Regions from separate parts of the Zea mays genome. Here region 1 is linked to region 2. Evidence: chromatin contacts called from public Hi-C data. All regions are on one chromosome and are shown on one strand. Each heading gives the region's core, a stretch centred on a gene start, on an enhancer-like site or on the middle of the called end of the contact. The rest is flanking DNA. Distances are from core to core; before and after follow the strand shown. Region 1 holds the start of LOC100280929. Region 2 holds the start of LOC100276791.

Region 1 (2,700 bases), core at 101-2,600, 200 kb after region 2:
AATTATAGCACAATTGGCCATTGTAACTACCGGCTCTTTTCAAATGACAAGTGATCTAAAGTCTTAAACAACATCAGATGTAGCTAAATGTACACATTTAGCAACCAAACAACAAAAGAATGTTGCCTCTCTATATCTATTTGTTTTATGTTATTGTTCTGCCAATCAATCACTAGTCAAACATCAATAATATTTCTATTTGTATTAAATTATGAGTTTCCGTTAATATTTTCGTTTCTGTTTGTTTTCGCAATTCCGTTTATCCTGCTTCCGTTTTCGTTCTCGACTATTCCGGACCCGATCCCGTTTCCGATGATAAAATACGGATACGGAAACGGGAGAATGGGTTTTCCGTCCGTTTTCATCCCGAGTGGTCTGTCATGGTCGTCAGCATCGCACCGCGGCGCCGGACCTTTTTAACACACGTGTAGTAGTTGTATAAAGAATTCTTGGCTATGAGGAGAACGCGTTGGTGGGACAAGGCAACGGCCTATTCGGATTTTGCTACTGCTTTCCTCGCTAATGCGTCGTGGTGGATAACAGGGACAAGTAGGTAATTAATGTATTCTTACTGCAATTACGAGTAGTAGTATAATTACAGCGTACCTGTGCGGGTAATCACAGTGGCACCGAAACCACCAAATCTGGACGCACACATGTGGTCAAACACAACTCGTGGTGGTCAACCATCCGTCGGCCATGTGTGAACCTACGAAATCGCGCGAACAGTCGGGTCTCAGTTTAATATAATATTAAACTCGCATCCAATTTGCTCCCGAATTCTCTTCCATTCCATTTATCCATATACATATTCAATACGTAATTCTTTTATGTCTCAATACTCGAAGTAATGAACTAACACAAATAAAATACTGTTGTACGTACCTCTAAATTGTGTTTGATTAGATGTACAAGTAAAGGTAAAAGAGAACAGCCAGTTTTTATAGTGTTTAGATAGGAGTCACGTAAAGACAAAATAAACACCGTATACATCAAACCAGAACACATAAGTGAATCGTCGACCAGACTCGTTCCACCGTCTGGTCTAGATGAAGCGAACTTGTAGATGGAAACCATCCTGCTCTGCTCCTGCTCCTGCTCCTGCACTGCTGTAGTAGTGTAGTACAAATTTGCCGTACGGACAAAGGAAACGAACAAACAAGCACGCCCGAATCGGGTTTCCCTGGACGAATGCATTGCACCTCGTTTGTGCGAGGTCACTTACTGTAGGCAAGACGGCGGAGGCGGAGCTGACTTTCGGTCGACAAAGTGCCGTGGAAATTCCCAGAGCCGGACACGTGTCCACGCGCCGCATATATATATACATATGTATGCGCACATGGTGGCGACGAGACGAGGGACGCACAGGCCATACATACTACATTCATGTGCTGCGCGCCCAAGGTGGCGAACGCGGAGGGACGAGGGCCCTGTCGTTGCTGCGCCGGCGGTGAGGAGGACGACGAGGACGGCCAGCAGCCGGCAGCGGCGTGGCGAATGCTATCGGGGTACGAGCGGAGCCGGGAGGCGTCCATGATGGTCGACGCGCTGGCCACGGTCGTCGCTGGCGGGGCAACGCCGCCGGCAACGGCCGGTGCCCGTCAGCAGCAGGTATCGCCTGAGGGCCAGTGGTGGAGCGACTACTACGCCGGAGATGTAACGCCGCCGCCCTCTCTTCCTGCACCGGCCGCTCACGGTAACCGACAGTCGATGCAATGCACGCTCCCTCGTTTAGCTACCTGGATCCCGTAACCCTCTGTCCTTGTGCATCTTTGTTCCTATTGTCTCGCTCCGAACAGAGCAGAGCCGCAGCTCATCCTTAGCGACCGTTCCCGTTCGTGCACCACGCGTACTTTGCTCAGCCCTTGCCGTCGCTCTGTCCCATCTTCTTTCCTTCTCTTTATTTACGTAGTCGGTAGTCCGTATGCTTGCTTGAGTTGCTTCTTCTTGTCATGGCATCAGCAGTGGAGTGAGTATACTGCATGCTGAAAAGGTGGAGTACTGCACACTTACCACCCGTCACGGACGCTCACATCCATGACAACTCTGTTTGGACTTCGGCAAGGCTCTCGATCTCTTCGGTGTCGTGACCACGGTAATACAAAAGAGCCAGAATCGTCCTTGAAAACAAACAGCCCTACTGATCTGACTCCAGAGAAACCATTCGAGACAAACCAAACATGGCTTCCAATGACTTCTAGAAATGCATCTACTGTGTACGGTGCTGCGTGACCCTTTATTTGTTTTCCTTCTTCCTTTACCTAGCCTCTGTTCCTCGTGAACTTGTTCAGCCTCTCTTCACACGTTTGCCACGAGTACAAGATACATGGACGAATGTGCTTTCCCACCACTACCAACCCAAAGCATGTCACTGTTGATTGCACTCGCACACTTCTAATGAGTTATTAATACCAAAGCTCTGGCTTCTCGTACATGACAACTTAGAATAATAGCACCACTGTGTCACTGCTGCATTGGGAAAGAAAAGAGAGGACACGCTCTAAAAGCGTTCTTAATGGATGAAATAGCTAGATTCACTCTCTTGTCTACGTGAATAGAAAATATGGAAAAAAAAATAGCTAGCGAGTAAATAGATAGAATATTTCACGTATTTTAAACTATCATTTGTCAACATACAATACAAGTGGATCAGATATATAAAACGGTATTAAAGTGGAGTTTCGGAGTTCGGCTCCCACA
Region 2 (2,700 bases), core at 9-2,508:
GGATAAAAAAAGCTCTCAAAATCCTGAGGCGAAGAGGCTAAAAAACTCTGCACGGTGACATACTCATAACAGAGGCACTGCCGTCACCGCCGGAATTGTCCAGGCGCACCCAGTCGTCCACTATCTCCTTCCACTTCCTTCAAGTTGCAAGCAACACCAGGTTCCACAAAAGAGGATAATTAGACAGCATATTCAAAACCGAAAATCATCTGTCTAGTTCAACAGTGTCCGTGCCCATGTTCATCACCTGATGAGCTGCTTCACCAGCCGCCTGACCTCGGCCGAAGGATGCTTGCGCAGACCATTAACCTGCCGCCCGATGTCAGTCTCCTGCAGAAACACGAACATAAGCTTCAAAACTTTACCCTTCACATGGTTGTTGCTCCTGATCATCTCAAACAAGCAAGAAAACCGATTGGTCCACCCATTGGGTAAGCCAAACAAGAGTGAAAGAACAAAATGGCAAAAGAAAACTTGACCTGGAGTGCGTTGTAGGTAACATCCATGTCTGCCAGGTTCTGCAGCAAGCTCACCAGCTCGTTCTCGGGCTGTGACAAAACACCACAAGCGTGCAGTTTGCGTGAAAAACGACCGCGCATTTGGAGCAAATTTGCGCTGCGAGTTGGTAAAAATGGCTTCTTTGGGGACCTGATTAGGGTCCTCCAAGAAGTCCCTGATGGCCACGATCTTGCTCTCGAGATCAGGCTCGCCGGCGCCGAGCACCTCGGTCTGTGCCTCCGCGCCACCGGCTTGCGCGTCAGCCTCCGCCCACGGAGAAGCCGGAGCCGCCTCCTCGCCGTCCTCTTCCTCCAGCCCCGCGGCCGCTAAAGCGGCAACAGACGGCGGACGCCCGGCGCAGTTGCTACAGCCCGCGGCGGCAGCGTAGAGGCGCTCGACGATGCTATCGCGGCGCGCGCGAAGCTCGTCGGGGCGGTCGCGAGCGGCCGCGTCCAGCGCTGCGTCAACCAGCGCCCACAGGTTGCCCCCGAAGGCGTCCAGCGCGCGGCCGAGACGCTCGCCCCGGTCCATCGCCGGGCAGCCCACAACAGAGAACTCCTCACGACTGCTCTGCACAGACGCCGGGTGGGGCGTCGGATCGCCGGAGAGACAAAGCGGAGGCGGTGGCGGGCGTGTCGGGCCCGGCAAGCGAGCGGGAGGCGGAGCGACAGCGACGGACCCAGCTAAGGCTGCGGCGGTGGATCCAGAATGAGGGAGAGGAGAGAGAGAGAGAGAGGAAGACGGGCAGACGCAGACGGTAGAATTCTTGGCGATATTCCTATCGCTGGCTGGATTTGGCTGCGCTCAGCGTCAATCAGCTTCGGGTGGTGTTGGTGCCGTGGGTGTGGGTTGGTTTGGTTCGTTCTTGCGTGCCCCGCCCCCCGGGGTGTGGGGGCCTGCTGCGCGTTGCGATGCTCTCGGTCTCGGGCCTCGCCGCGCCGGTGGCCGCTTTCCGCCGCCTGGTCCCATGCGCTGTCTTTAACTCCGTTCCGGGGAGTGACGAAAATAGCCTCGGAAACCGCGGGGGCTCTCCTCCGGTCCTACGCCGCATTTATTTTTCCTTCTCGGAATTGTCATCGTTTTCTTTTTCTCTCGGAGAAAACGATGGTTTTTTTTTGGGGAATTGATAATTGCACAAGTGTGTAGCACATGGAATTGAGGTCCTGTTCCAATCTCGTGAGATAAACTTTAGCAGCTTTTTTAGCTACTTTTAGCCATTTGTAATCTAAACAAGAGAGCTAATGGTGGTAATTGAAATTAAACTTTAGCACTTCAACTCATATAGCTAAAGTTTAGCAGGAAGCTAAAGTTTATCCTGTGAGATTGAAACGGGGCCTGATACTGCATGCGTTCCAAGGCGGTGAGTTGGGTGGAGATCCTGATACCGTGGGCAGAGGTGCTTGTAGTGTGAATGTGTTTGTGCCTCAATTTACCCTTGATGTTATGATTTTCTTTTGTGATATATTTATAAAAACATTTACACCTCCTTTCCTAAAATAGTTATTGTTATAGAATTTGTATTCCTCAAACTTTTTTTCAAATTTAACTAGATTTATAAATAATATTAGAAATATTTGTATCCCTAAATAAGTTTATTATGAGAATAGATTTAAGGATCTATTTAATTATACTAATTATGTATATAAGTATTAATAGTTTTATATATATATATTTGATCAAGGTTAAAAAAATGTTTGTGATTGTGTACTCCTATTAGAGTATCTCAAGACAACCCAAAAGATTACTCTAAGATAAAGGCATGGCCAATAATACATGGTTCGGACGAAAGACAACGTCGATCTGGTCACCTCGACCAGGTCAACCTTGATCTTGGTCGTTGTGGGAGATAAATATCCCCTAGGTCCTCATAACGTGGATATGCTCCATGGGTTGCTTGATGGGCCCCCGACAGTTAGCCTAACAGAGTGTACCATTGGATCGTGGCCAGGTAGAACGAGGTCGACCAAGAAGGATGATGAACGGAACAGGGAATAATCTCGAAAAATACGGCACAAGGGTACTATCTGTGCGCGCCAACCACAAAAGGATCATTGATACTTCGCGCGCACGGTTCACACATACCTGAAGAGCTAGATACTCGGAAGATAACTCAGAAGAGGCGAACAAACTCTGGATGAGCAAGAGCGCATGCGACGTCAGAGTTAGACTTGGATAGAGTTAGATAGGCATCACGACTTGTAA

Evidence for each region. Hi-C and Micro-C count contacts between places; a contact is called where the count stands out from the background.
Region 1: a contact with region 2 is called in a Hi-C map of leaf, with 2.5 times the contacts expected there. The contact joins the promoter of LOC100280929 here to the promoter of LOC100276791 in region 2. A contact is called at or near these places in 6 of 25 Hi-C or Micro-C datasets (bundle sheath, ear, leaf and 1 more).

Annotation. Positions count from the first base shown.
Region 1 is chr4:222,111,418-222,114,117 of Zm-B73-REFERENCE-NAM-5.0, forward strand. LOC100280929 reads left to right here and starts at 1,351. Exons shown (of 2, transcript NM_001367151.1): 1 at 1,351-1,696. The coding sequence starts at 1,387.
Region 2 is chr4:221,908,061-221,910,760 of Zm-B73-REFERENCE-NAM-5.0, forward strand. LOC100276791 reads right to left here and starts at 1,259. Exons shown (of 9, transcript NM_001150502.1): 1 at 649-1,259; 2 at 480-548; 3 at 248-330; 4 at 64-137. The coding sequence starts at 1,029.